2 separate regions of the Columba livia genome follow, and region 1 is linked to region 2. Evidence: chromatin contacts called from public Hi-C data. All regions are on one chromosome and are shown on one strand. Each heading gives the region's core, a stretch centred on a gene start, on an enhancer-like site or on the middle of the called end of the contact. The rest is flanking DNA. Distances are from core to core; before and after follow the strand shown. Region 1 holds the start of DLX5 (distal-less homeobox 5). Region 2 overlaps DYNC1I1 (dynein cytoplasmic 1 intermediate chain 1).

Region 1 (6,845 bases), core at 1,952-4,451, 390 kb before region 2:
AACACGACAAGATTTTTACTTTGAAGCAGATGCAATTTTTTTTTTTTTTTTCTGCTTAGCCTTAGGCAGGAGTACAAGGACTTCCAGTCCCTTTGCCTTTTCATTCTGAAATTACTCCCCCAGGTAAACGAGTCCTAGGAGGATGCACTGGAGCACCAGGAAAGACCTCAGTTGTTGAAATTGTTTGGAAATCACCATTTTCGGATGCTGCAAAGCAAGAGTTAAGCCTTGTTTCCACTGTGGAGGGCTGTTTGGGTTTTGGGTTTTTTTTAAGAAAAAAATCCTTTCATTCTTTGCCAGCAATTTCCATGGAAATATGAGTTTCCAGCAAAAACTCGGTGCCCAAAAGAGAATATTTTATCCAGAAAGTGAAAGATTTTCTCTGAACAATTGCAAGTTTTCATCCAAAAGTCTGAGAGGCTTCATCCGAAATGTTTTGCGCGTTGGCTAGAAACAAAGCCCTGCCGAGACAGAGAGGACGGAGAACCCTCTGCAAACCTTCCCGGTCTCCGTCCAGGCCCAGCGCGGAGGGCTCGGCCCGCGGGGGTGCTCCCGAGCCGGGCCCGGGGCAGGGCGGAGCGGCCGGCGGGCACTGGCCGGGACACAGCGCCCCGTCCCGCCGAGGGGCTCGTTTTGGGGCCCCAGCGCTGCCTCCGCGGCAGCTCCCCGGCGCGGGCGGGCCACGGAAACAATCGCCGCTTTGTCCGGCCGCGGCCGCCGGCCCGGCGGCTCCCGCGCCCCGGTCCCCGTGCCCTGCGGGGACAGCGCTGGCTGGGCCGCCCGGCTCCGCGGCCGCCGCCGCCGCTCAGTCTGGCCCCGGCGGGGGCGGCGGGGCGGGGGGGGCGGCGCGCAGGTAGCGCGGCGGCGCTGCGCCCCGCGCGGCCACGCCGTGGCGCTCTTGTCACGGGCACGGACGCCGAGCGCTCCGACGTGTCCGCGGCCGCGGCGGCCGCGGCGCCCGCGCACCCGGTGTCCCGGGACCGGCTGCAACCCCGGGCCCCCCTCCGCGGATGAGCGGGGCTTGGGCCCGAAAGGGCCGCGGCTGGACGCGGGGGCCCTGGGCAGGCGCTGAGCCGGCGCGGCGGGCATGTGCCGGTAAACAATGACCATATTGTGAAATAGAAAACAGACTCCGGCTCCCTCTGAAACGCTCGCTCCCCACCGGATGTGTTAAATAAAAACCGCTGGGGGAAAAAAACAGCAGAAAGTCAAGAAAATCGGGTTCGGGCTGGGAAGGACGGGGGGCAGGAAACCCGCAAACAGGGGGATTTGTATGCCCTCAGCTCGGTAATCCTCTCACGGACTACAATGGCTGCAGATGCCTTCAAAAAAATCAGCTTGGGGGTTTTGTGGTTGTATCTGGTGGATTTCTGACTATTTTTTTCTTGTAAGATCGAAACTTTTTTTTCTTTTCCCTGCTTTGCTTCTGAATAAAACAAGAGCAAGCTTTCTCTCCTGCAGGAAACCGACCCAAATTTCCCCGGTGAGCTGCAAAAACAGCTTGTCAGGATGGCTTGGCCGGGACCCGCCGCGTCTCCGGCCGCTGCCGGGGCTGGGTGCGATACCAGCGCCCAGGTCTTCTCCTGTTTTCTCCCTTCAAACGGCACCTTCTTGCCCGGACGTGTTGAAGTGCAGTGCCATGGAATTTATGACATAAATGGGCTTCCCCCCGACACGCTCCCCCTGTCCCTTCCAACTGGATGCAAATTGGGAGCTTTAATAAACTTATTATTAATAAACTTATTTCCCCCACCCCAGTCGTAAACATATATCCCTCTCCGGTTCCTCTCTTTGGAAAAAAATAAAGAGGGGGAGAGATATTTCCAATGAATTTAAGTAAGTGATTCATATAATGAAATGCTTAGGGATTTGTTTAATGCGATTTTATATGAGCTGTGGACATTTCCAAAGCAAACAATAAGTTCAAGTACAACATGCATGGTTGTGTTACAAGTGTTACCCAGCTGGCTAGGAGATCTTCGGTGAGCAAACAAGCTAAATCTGGAGAGTAAACAACTTCAGAAAAATCTACAACTCCAGGTCACTGAAAACAGCCTTTTATTTGTTTTCCTTAGTGTCTAGTTAAATCTGATCCATTTTTTTGCAACCCTGCTGTAAAATCACCAGGGACGGGCATCACCAGTCCGTGGCTCGCCCCGGCCCGGCCGTAGAGCCCATCGCCTGGAACCTGGGTGCGCAGACGGGCGCGGAAAAACGGGTGCTGGAGGAGGAGGGTGAGGTTGGTCGGGGTGCTGCGGGGGGACGGGACATCCCTGCACAGCGCCAGCCGCTTCTGGGGGCCTGTTACTAGGGAAGTGGGCTCTCTGCGACGGCCTCCGAGTGGTCCTGCCCACGCGTGAGGGTGATTTGAGCTCCCCTCGTGACGGGCATCTGACCCTGGGCTGGAGCCGGACCAGACGCTGAGCATCACCGCGGGGCGATGAGGAGCGGCCACGCGTGGGGCCGAGCGGCCACAGGCGCATCTGGAGGGGCGCTGGCACTGCCCGGGGGGCCGGGAGATCTCCGCCCACGGGCATCGTGCCACAGCCAGGTCGCCTTTCGCGAAACACACGGAGTGGGTGCCCCTATGCCGTATGGTGCCACCAGCGTCCCCAGCAGCTTCCCCACATCCCCATGACAGGGCGTCCTGGCGGGACGCTCCTGCCTGTCTCCGGGCCGTGTTAGGGTCTTCGACGCAGGAAATGATGTAACTAAAATTCAGGATTTTTAGGGGGTAATGTGATTTGCTTTATTTAACGCGGAGGTCATGGACGGCATCCTCCCGGAGAGGGAGGACAATCCGAGTGAAACCACCATGGTTAGACGCTAATGGTTATCGCCACCAGATCAGAAATCGAGTTGGGAACCAGGAGCGCCCTGTGCGTTGTTCCCAAGCCATCAGCGTAGCCAAGAGGGATCGGACGCCAAATCCGAGCGGCGTGGCTACGGCCATTTCCCGGGGCTCTGCGGGCCGGAGGTGCGGGGGCACGGGGCTGCGCGCCCCCGGGGCTGCGGGGTTGGCCGAGCCCCTCGCCGGCTGCGGGGGGAGGAGGGAGGAGGGGAGCCGGAAACCTTCCCATCGCGACGCTCCGGCTCGGAGATTGCTGTTGGTATTCACTTTAAAGGAGCTTGAATGGGACTTTTTTTTTTTTCTTTTTCTTTTTTTTTTCTTTTTTTTTTTTTTTCTTTTTTAAGCCAAAGCTTTGTTGTGCTAAACTAGTTGGACGAGTTAGGGTGTCGCTGCTCCCGATTGCTCTGGCCAATGGAACCCGATCCACCCTGCTGTGCGTAAGAGCGCAATTAAGGATTTAACCAAGCCTATGCTGCACCCCAGCCAGCAGTCTGCCGGAGACAGACAGAGCGCCGCAGCCTCCTCCCCCAGACATGTCTGCTTAGACCCGAGCAACCCCAGCAGCCAGCCCCAGCCAGTCGCCGGCTCCGAGCTATGACAGGAGTATTTGACAGAAGGGTCTCCAACATCAGATCCGGCGACTTCCAGGGTCCTTTCCAGACGGCCGCAGCCATGCACCACCCGTCCCAGGAATCTCCCACTTTACCCGAGTCCTCGGCTACGGATTCCGACTACTACAGCCCGGCGGGGGGAGCCCCGCACGGCTACTGCTCGCCTACCTCGGCTTCCTACGGCAAAGCGCTCAACCCTTACCAGTATCAGTACCATGGCATGAACGGATCTGCTGGGAACTATCCTGCCAAAGCCTATGCAGATTACAGCTACGCCAGCCCTTACCACCAGTACAGCGGGGCATACAACCGCGTACAGAGCTCCGCCAGCCAGCCAGGTGAGAGCCGGGGGCTGGGGACGTGCGGGGGGCTTCTGCGGCGGTGGGCAAGCTGGGAGAGCGTGGCCCGCCAAATCGCCCTTCCCTGCCCTGTGCACCGCGGGGATGGAGCTTTCCCTAAACCACAGGGAGAAATATATTTAAAAAGAAAAAAAAAAAAAGGAAAAAAAGCAAACAATCCAACAATTTTTAAAAGGGAAGATTAAAAAAAAAAAATAAAATAAAAGCTGGGTCCAGGTTTTCTGACCAGCCTGCACAGTGTTAAACTCAAATCCTAGGGCTAGTGCTTTAGAGAAGCAAACATCGCTCAAGTGCTTCGCTCCTTCCCTCCGCAAGAACAGGGGGAAAATAGCCGAGGCTTCTTGCGTGTCTCAAACTCGGGTTCGCGGTGGCAAAGAAAGTTTCCTTCCCCTGTGCTGGAGGGGCGGGGGAGGAGACAGGGAGGGGGAGCCCAGCCGTGGCGGGGCTGCGAAGCCGGGAGGGTTTTTTACCAGAAAACTCCGCGTTTTTAGCGCTTTCCATTTACTTCTAAGTGGCGGGGGGGGGGAGGGAGTGGAAGGGACAGAGACAGGGAAAAAATAAAGTAAGCCCGTAGCCAACCCAAGTGGCTGGGGCTTGGCTGGGACGAGCGCGGCCGCGGTGGCCCATGGAGACACGCCGGCGGCAGCGAGGGGAAGGCGCGGGCATGCGGGGGAAGCGGTCGGTGCCCTGGGTAGGGCTCCGCTCCGGGCCGGCCTCTTCCCAGCAGGGCCCCAATAATCCTCCTAATTCCCGCGGCGGGCGCGCATGCCCCGCGCTCCCGCCCGCGCAGCGCTGCGCGCCCGGCGCCGCCGCCCTTCGCGGAGGATGCCCGGGCGGTCGCGGGGGGTGGAGGAGGGTCGGAGGCGGCCAAGTGCCGGAGCTGAGGGAGCGGGGCCTCGCTGCGGGAGCTGGCGGAGGGTGCGCGGGGCCCGGAGGCGGGAGCCCCGGGGGGAGCCGCGGGGGCCCGTCGGGCCGGCGCCGCTGCCCTGCCCGGCCCGCGGGCGGGACGCCGCCGCCGGCGGTGCAGGCTGAGCAGAGCGGAGCCGTGTCCCGCGCCTTAACGTCTGCGTCTGTGTCTCTCTCCCGCCCTTGCACCCATGCAGAGAAGGAGGTGGCGGAGCCCGAGGTGAGGATGGTGAACGGCAAACCAAAGAAAGTGCGCAAACCCCGGACTATTTATTCCAGCTTTCAGCTGGCGGCGTTGCAGAGGAGGTTTCAGAAGACCCAGTACCTCGCCCTGCCCGAGCGGGCCGAGCTGGCGGCCTCTCTGGGGCTCACACAGACACAGGTACCGCTTTGGGCTTGGTTTGGCTCTGCTGGGGCTGGCCCGGCCTGGCTCAGTTCGGCCTGGCCCAGCACGGCCCGGCGGGACACAGAGATCGGGTGGCCGCGGCGGGAAGGGCCGGATCGGGCCCCGCGGAGGGGCCGGGAGGGCGACGGGGAACGGGTCTTGCAGCCGCGGAGCGCCGGCTTGCCGGGCGGGCATTAATGGTTTCGGTTTCCCTCCCCCCTCCCTCTTTCTTCCCCTCTCCTCTCCTCCCAGGTGAAAATTTGGTTTCAGAATAAAAGATCCAAGATCAAGAAGATCATGAAGAATGGGGAGATGCCTCCGGAGCACAGCCCCAGCTCCAGCGACCCCATGGCCTGCAACTCTCCACAGTCGCCTGCAGTTTGGGAACCTCAGGGGTCGTCCCGTTCCCTCAGCCACCATACCCACGCACACGCTCACCCTCCAAACTCCAACCCGTCCCCTGCATCCAGCTACTTGGAGAGCTCCGCTTCCTGGTACCCCGCTGCCAACTCCATCAACTCCCACCTCCAACCCCACGGCTCCCTACAGCACCCGTTAGCGCTGGCCTCTGGGACAATTTATTAGAGTCTGACCCCCCCTTTTTTTTTTTTTTTGTTCCTTGGACTCCTGTGTTTTACTGTTAAGGAATAATAACAAAAGGAATGCATATGGGGAATTTTTTAAAGGGAAAAGAAACAAACAAAAAGATTAAAATGTGTAAAGCTTGTGCATGTAACTTATTGCATTTCAAAGGAAACCCTTTTTTATAAAATACGGACATTTTTTGGCTCAGCTGTGGACACTATCAATGGTGCCTTGAAATCTATGACCTCAACTTTTCCAGAGACTTTTTTTCAATGTTATTTTAACCCTGTAAATAATTGTAGATAGAGGAATTAAACTGTATATTCTGAATAAAATAAAATTATTTCGACCACGAGAAACGTTTCCAAATTACCCCTTCTGCTATTAATAAGGGAGGGGGGGGAATAATGCAAAATTGCTTGCAGAGAGTGAGTGAGGAAAGAGGAATTTTGAGGGGCCCGATCCTGGGCACCTACATTCGGTCTCTGCGCCGTTCCCTGCCACCGCAGCCCGGGCGTGTTGACAGGATCTGACCACATTAAGTTCCCACGGGCAAGCCAAAGGGCAGCGATGCTCTCTCCTCGCTGGAAAAGGGCCTTTTGCAAGATCGCGTACACCTTATCGCACAGTGATTTAAGCTGAAGCGAAAGCTGCCCATCCTAACGCTAGAAAGCAAATCTCTCGCCTTAAGCCGCCCTGAATCCTTTCCTGAGAGCAATTAGCGTCGAGAGCTGCACACTCCACAGCCCATCAGTCGCCCGTGTGCACTCGGCTAATTATACAAATTACGTTTCCGTCAAAGGGAGCCACTAAATATAAGAAAAGGATAAAATGAGGGGCCCGCTCCCCTTGCTCCTGGTAAAAGCCTGCGGCGGCTCCGGCTGAAGGAGGGACCTCGCGGAGGTACTTTAATTTTTTGTTTCTCTCTCTCTACACGATTCAGGTAAAAAGCCGGGCGGCGGATCTGTCACTTGCTCTGTCCGGTGCACCGGGGAGGGGATGGGGACACGGCTTCAGCGAGGCGGCCGGAGGGCTGCCCACGGCCACGCACCGAGCGTGGGTCCCTCTCCCAGCAGAAAACCCGGGTTTTCCCCGGCAGCAACGGGCCCGTGGGGACCCCATGACTACACACGTTTCCGCGGACTTCC
Region 2 (7,464 bases), core at 869-3,368:
GCTGGTTTTATGCTCTGTGTTTAAGCCTGCATTAATGAGAACACCTGAAGGATATGTCCCTCCCTTCCCAAAATAAATTCTGAGGAGACTCCTCCTGTATATCCTCCAGCTGTATGTGCTCTAATTAAAAAGGCTGTGCAGCTTCCTGCTCAGAGCACTTCAAAAGGCCTCTCTGCTCCCCTTGACAATGCAGCGCCCGGTGCTGGTTCCTCTTACCTGTCTCTGCTTATTTATGGCACACACCACTCACTGGAAGCCATAAAAGGCGCCCGTATTTTACTCTGTGTGAAATGTACAGCATGTTTACATGAAGGGCATATTAATGATCAAACTGATCTTAAAAAAAAAAGATAAATAATTCAAATTGTAAAAAGGTGTATGGCGGGAAATACTGCTACTTGCTCTTTGGTTTTCTCTTTTTTGGAAATACAAAGAAGCTGTCAGCTAATACGTGACTTTTTTTAAGTCTCATTTGTTCTTAATTTTACGTGGCATCAAGTGAAAATACACAAGACTTCGGATGTGGAAAAATATTTTGATTCTTGTGCTGAACACTGATGCTGGACATCTAAGACTGACCTCCAGCAATGTGACGGGTTTTCTCAAAACCATTTTCAAAGCAAATTCAAATTAAAAAATAAATTTTATATATATATATATATGTAAGTCTGCAGCATTTTCAAAAATCTGAAATAATGGGAGGAAAAAGGGGTGTTTGGTACGTCTAGAGAGTGACTTTAAAAAATGCAGTATTTATCATTCTCAGTCTTTGAAAAAAGCTGATTAATCCTTTCTCATCAGCAAAATTCAAAGATGTGACGTCTCCTTCCCAGTGGTCCCTGTTATTTACTTAACAGCAACGGGAAATAAACTTGTTATTTTTCATTTTCATTTACGCCGTTAATTTTCGCTGCAAATTTTAAAAAAGAAAAAAGGTGAGGGTGTGAAATCGCAAATAACGTGAGAGTGATGCCCCGTGCTTAAAAAAGCCTCAAGCGGCGTTGCCAGCGGCTCAGAAAGGCGGGAGGTGAGGGAAGGGACCCGGGCACGTTGGGTTTCTGACACGCAGGAGGTACCGGGACGGGGCTTGCAAGTTATAATCTCCAGAGATTTCGGAGCAGAGGGTAAATAGGGAGGGAAACGAAGCCTCTGACTAGGCAGCTCGGGAGCGCGGAGGCCAGCGGGCCCAGGCCGCTGGCAGGGCTGCCAAGCTGTGACCGCCCCGGCGAGGGGAGGCAGCGGCAACGCCGCGTTTGAAGCTCCTGGCTCAACGGGGAGGGGGAAAAGGGGGGGCAAAAAAAAACCCCAAACTAGAAAACGGGCGCGGTTTAAAACTGCACCTTGAAATAACAGAGAGGGAAGGGAGACTCCGGCACCGCGGCTATTTGTGTTGGCTTTCTGCCGGGGGTGCCGGAGCCGGCCCTCCCCATGCCCGACAGGTACCCAGAGCAGCAGCAGCGCCGCCGCGGGGGAGGGAGAGAGGGAGGCGGGAGGGAAGGCGGGCGGTAGAGGGGGGCGGTCAGGCGCCCCCGGCAGCGGGACCTGCCCTCCCCGCCGCGCCCCGGGGCGCGGGCGGCAGCCGACGCCGGGCTCCCCGCGCCCTGAGGGAAGCCCGGCGCCCCCGCAGACCCCCGGCGGGGGGGGTAGCGAGGGGGTGCTCGGCAGCGCCACCGGCCCTCAGAGGGTTAAGGTCTCGCCCGGCGCCCGCCCGCGCCTTCCCAGCACCGGCCGCCGTCGGGCCGCCGCGCCGCCTCACCTCGGTGTCGTTATTCAGGTTCCACAGATCCAGGCGCCCCATCCCGTCCACGCAGGCGAAGAGCGCGGGATGCACTGGCGACCACATGACATCGTAGACATAGTCGGCATTGTCTTCAAAGGAGTAGAGCGGCTTGTTGTGCTGTAAAGCAGAGAGAAGCATGAAGACTTCGTGGCGCTAGTGCTGCCTGGGGCTGTCTGGCGAGTCTAATTAAAAACTTTGCACATTTACAAAGTGTCATAAAACTTCCCCAGATGAAAGGTCCTCGCGAAGGGTGGGACTGCGCTTTAATGGGGCAACAACTGTCCGGTGGGATAAATGAGATGCCCGGCGTGAGGGGTGTGGGACGCGCGGGTGACGGGGCGGGGGGAGCGCCCGCGGCCTCTCCCGCTCCCGACCGGCACCCCGTCGCGGGGGCGGGGGGTGCAGGCAGGCAGGCAGGCAGGCAGGCAGGCAGGCAGGCAGGCAGGCAGGCAGGCAGGCAGGCACCGCCGCGCCCGCCCGAGCCAACCGCGCTTGCGGTCGCACCCGATAACGATCGTGAGATCGGCGGGGACCGCGCGGCGGCCTCCGCGGCCCCTCCGCGCACCGCGGGCGGCGCCTGCCACCTAGCGGCGGGCGGGACCACCGCCCGCACCGGACCCCCCGGCCCGGCCCCGCGTCTCGCCGCAGGGCCCGGCTTCCCTTCGCCGGGCCTCGCTCCGGGCGGCCCCGCCGTGCTGCCGGGGCGCCGGGCCCACCGCCGCGGCCGGGAGCGAGGGCTGCCCGCTCCAGCAGGCGGGAAGTCGGAGGGAAGTTAGGAAGTACCGCAGGAACAGAAGTGTAATTGTCTATCATGAATTATTCATCGCCTCTGGCTTGACTAATTTTTGCATAATGGCTTCGCTAATCCCCGATCAATTAATGGAAAATGAAATTTGAATGATAATGAAAACTCCAGAGATGAAAGAAATTAAGTAGTCTCATGGCTTGTGACACAAACCTAAACAATGGGGCTTCTCCGAGGGTCTTCCCCCCGCCCTTCGCCGCCAGCTGCCTCCCGGCAAGCGGGCCGGGAGAGCCGGCCGAGCACCCGCAGCACCAGCCGGCCCCTCCGGGGACTCCTGCGAGAAACACAGCGCCACACGGGGTGCCCTTCTGAGCGTCCGAGTCCTACCTATGGGATATCTCGCTCAGGTGCCTCTAGACTGCACCCCTGCCCAGGGAGGTTGTGGCGTCTCCTTCTCTGGAGACGTTCAAAACCCACCTGGACACATTTCTGTGTAACCCCATCTAGGTGTTCCTGCTCCAGTAGGGGGACTGGACTGGATGATCTTTCGAGGTCCCTTCCAATCCTTAACATTTTGTGATTTTACAAAGGAACCGCTGCCGGGAACGCCTGCAGTGCGTTGCGTCGCCGTGTATTATTAAAAAAAAAAAAGGGCGGAGCGATTGATTGCAATTATTATATCGCTTTTCGTTTGTATATTATTAATTTCAAGCATAAAAGCGATCTGTTTAATACCACCAGTTTTGTTCTCGGTCCTCCCGCACTACGTGGTGCTTCGTTGGGTGTCGGGGGTGCAGTGCGGCAGCTCCGCACGTGGAGGGGGGTGTGAGTGCACGTGGAGGGGGCTGTGTGCAGGCCCATCTCTGTACTGCTGTGCTGGCGAGTACACGCGTGTCCTGTTCTTATTGCAGTACTGTGTTGTAAATAATTTAAGAAATATTTCTGTTCAGGTAGTACAAAAAAATCCCATAAAAAGTATCTTGAGATTTAATCCTTTGAAAACATACTGAAGATACAAAGGGATCAGGTTCTATAGGCCAGTTTTTGAATTCATAAAAGACATTTTGAATGATTACAGGACCAGGTCACAGATTTTCACAACTGGCCTAATGTTTTTTGCGCATTTCCTAAGAATAGCAAACATTTTGGTTTGTGTGACAATAAAATGAAATTAGAGCTTGGGTTTGTTACCTCAAATTTACGTAACATTATTATTTCTTTTCCAAAGCTGGAGTTTTGCAAAAGAAAAGGAAAAAAAATTACAATAATGTTTTCTTACCTAAACAAGGTCTTGTTCTCCAAATATATGTATCTGCTTAGTATATTATAAGTACCAGTGGAGTTATTTACACGTGTTAGTGGCCTGGCTTACATGCCTGTGCTAAAGCATTTGCAGGGTTGAGAGCCAAAGGAAGACTAAGCTTTTGAAGCGGCAGAGGTATTTCGTAGGAAATTTCAAAGTGAATCTTTTCAGCTGTGAGCTGGGAAATAGTATTTGGACTGGGCCATATGGATCCACAATGTCTACCTGTTGTACTGTGTATTTTCACCGAAAACATCTAATTTAGGTTCAAACACTTAAACTGTCTAAATGCTGGAAAAATGGGCATTGAACACAATATTATAGCAAAGGGAAAGGAAATCAGGTCCACGGCTAGGTGGCTGCGATTTTCCTTATTCATGGGAAATCCGCTGCTCGTGTAGCACTTTAACATGTAATGTCATGGCAGAAGTAACAGAATTCGGAGGACTATTAAAATATTAATCAACCCAGGGCAGATTTCAATCAGCATTTGTTTTTTGTCAACATATCAAAACTTGTTTTGACCTTATCTTGAGTGCGACACCTTTTTTATGCTCTTTTTAGTTTATTTTCCAATTCATGCCTAAATACCAGGGTGCTAGAAGGAAAGGTCAGGAGATTTGGTTCTAGGCTATGTCTTGGGGTTCACATGCTATATAGTCCATGGCAAATAGTTTTAGCTGGTGTGCTTCAGTTTCCCTGTTAGCAAAACAAAAACATTTTTGGAGTGCTAGTGTTTGAGGTGAACAGCATAGCAGATATGCAGTCTGTGTTGCCTTTACCGTGACAGTGGCAATATTCAGTCCGATAGGAAGTTAGAGGGAAAATCTGAACAACAGGAACAATATGGCTTTTGAGAAAGATCTCAGACATGCAAGGAGTGAGATGTGAATGGAGATGAACAGGGAGTGGAGCGCTGTAATGAAATAAGAAATGGCAGCCATGTGAGCAGCCCAAGCAAAAGGCAAGATCAGCTGCAGTGTGTTTGGAGAAACATGGAGAAAGACCGAGGGTATGGAACTGCCAGGCAGCAGTGGTGGAGCTGAGCTACAGCCCCCATAGTGCACCCTGCACATCTGCCCTCTCAGCTCAAATAGCTTTCGATGGGGAAAAATAAAGTATTTCCCATACTATGTCTTGTTGGTTTGCACCCTTTAACTACAGAAGAACCTCCCAACTGCGTTGGGCCAGGCTGGAGGTCCCTCTTGCTTCACATCTTGCGACTGATCTTTCTTTAAAGCTGACATTTCATCCTGGTCTGATTTTGCCCACTGAGAGCAGTTCTGTTGATTTCATTGGGAATACTCGATTTGTAAGTTTAAGTGTGTATATAAATGTTTGCAGGACTTCCTTACTGTAAAGCCTGTTAACTAAGGGCCCAGGCCAGCAGATTCTTTTAATGTAAGGATTTATGAGTAAGGACCGATACCAACCACTTTTAGAAAATGTTGAAATGTGGAACCATGTAAAGGTCACTTTAAAGCAGTTTTAAATTACCAAACTTCAGGCTTACGCAATCTATAACTAACATATGGCTATTATTATAAAACAACTGAAATTTAAACTTGATGAGCTTTCATTCTTAAGTATCAAGCCACTCTGTTATTCAATAGAACAGAAGAAATAGTTTAAAGCAGTATCTTCAGACAAACTTGGGCCACATCTACTTATTACTAACAAAGATGGTTTGGGGTGAAAATGTGGCCCTAGTGAATCAATGGAATTTTGCCACTGATTTCAATAGGACAGGATTCGAGAATTTACTGGAAAAAGTGAAAAAGCCAATTCCAAGACACATGTTTTTGTCTCATTTATTTAAGCATGTTGTCAAAATCTATTGTTCATCCTCAGTGTTTGTATATGGGCATTGTTTAAAAGAACAATTGAGTGAACATTTTAAATACATGGGAGCTGTCTAGGAATTAGCACTTGTCTATGAAAGAAGATACTCACCTAAATAAATACTATATATTTATATAAAAAATATATTTTTTTTTTCCACATATAAATTTGACCAGTCTATTCCACTTCTTATTTGCATAGAAGAATTGTCTTTAATCCAGAAGGCGCCACACATGAAGTAGCTAATTATCCATACAAAGGAATGTATATGTATCCACAGGTTTTAACTAGCATCTGACTTGTGAAAAACCATGGAAAAAGCTATTGGCTTTGCCTGTTTCACTGAAGGAGCATTTTAGACGTTGGCACAATTTCTGTGGGCGTCAGCTCCACCTGGACTGTACAGATGCACGGTGACACCACATACTCTCTTGTCTCCCCATTGTCTTCCATGGTAAAGACAATAAGCCAAACCTATAGTTCTGGCTCACACTGTATTATCAACAGCCATGAGTGTTGTGTGGTATTATAAGTTGATTCAAGCTGCTTTGATTTTTCTAGGTGTGCAGCAAATACAATGGACTCATTAGCCCTTGGCATGGAAACTTTCCGAACAAGCTGACGTGTTTGTTTAGGCTCAAGCTCCATCTCTCTGGCACTTGGAAAGAGCAGAGCCAGAGTGGTCCTGAGCAGAGTGGCTGCTCTTGTGTGTGGCCCTTGAACAAACCAGGGAATAGGGGGCTGTAACTAGGTGATTTATAAGGTCCCTTCCAACCTAAATCATTCTATGATTCTATTAATTTGGCTCGTATGGGACCAAATATTGTACAAATAGCCTTTATGCATTAAAGTACCTACAAAATGGTGTCAAAGGAAGACATCTCTTTTGGCATAGATAATTCATAGGGCAGAAAAACTCTGCTGCCTTTATTTAAAGCAAGTGTTAACAGTGTCACACTGGCAAGAAAGAGGAATGCAAAAGAAACCAGGATATGGCACACTGTAGGACTTTGGGTTCTGAGCTCTTTTACTGTTCTTACAGACCTTAGCTGCTACGCCCAGTCTTCTCCACCTTGAGAGAGACATCTTACCACTTTGCTAAATCTGTGCCCATCTTTTCCTTTCTGATCCTGCCAGTTAGCCAGGCCAACCCAGAGAGTATAAGCAGAGAGTATAAGCAGAAACGAAAAGCTGCTGGGAATTTTGAGGCAAATACTCCTCAAATCAGCTTTACCCTGGTTTTGACCTTTCCTCCTTCAACAGTCTCCTTCTGGGTCACCAAATGTCAGCTGTTTGGGGTTACTTGTGCATAGCTCTTGTGGTGAGGAGTCAGTTCTCCACTGTGTACAAGGCTCTACTACTTTTGTAAGCCTTCACATTCTCCATTTGGATGGAGTCAAAGACATCCTGTTTTTCATTCAGACTGATTGATCTCCATAGGAATTTCGCCAGTTCTGGACTGCCATGTTTCTCCCATATCTGTTTTCTGATAGTTATGATAATTTAGGATAATCCAATAGTTCCTATTTTAAAACTATACTTATGGGACTTGACACAGTTGAGCTTATGTTAGCTTTTAAAAGCTACAGCAGTCTCAGGAGCTGTTAAAAGATGCCATAAATCAGAGGCACTAGTTACAGGTACAGCCCTGATGGGTCGGCAAAGCCTGTCTGCATTCTCCCTGAAGGGTGTAATTATCCCACAGACCCCGATACTATACAACTCACAACTTGCAGTCTGCTCCACCTTTTCCAGGACTAGCCAGACCTTCAAGGATGACAATGGGAAAGCAAA

Evidence for each region. A called contact is a pair of places that touch in the nucleus more often than the background predicts.
Region 1: a contact with region 2 is called in a Hi-C map of liver, with 3 times the contacts expected there. The contact joins the promoter of DLX5 here to the enhancer-like site in region 2. A contact is called at or near these places in 2 of 2 Hi-C or Micro-C datasets (crop and liver).

Annotation. Positions count from the first base shown.
Region 1 is chr2:27,537,117-27,543,961 of bColLiv1.pat.W.v2, reverse strand. It overlaps DLX5 (distal-less homeobox 5), which reads left to right and starts at 3,201. Exons shown (of 3, transcript XM_005504917.3): 1 at 3,201-3,800; 2 at 4,925-5,109; 3 at 5,365-6,056. The coding sequence starts at 3,446. The coding sequence ends at 5,697. All of the region lies in intron 1 of LOC135578442 (a long non-coding RNA gene), which reads right to left.
Region 2 is chr2:27,147,150-27,154,613 of bColLiv1.pat.W.v2, reverse strand. DYNC1I1 (dynein cytoplasmic 1 intermediate chain 1) reads right to left here. Exons shown (of 16, transcript XM_065051126.1): 14 at 1,757-1,897. Among named protein-coding and RNA genes, the nearest start is that of SLC25A13, 130 kb to the left of the region's middle. Within about 2 kb of position 2,118, at least 3 of the 3 cell types and tissues checked have an H3K27ac peak away from gene starts, as active enhancers do.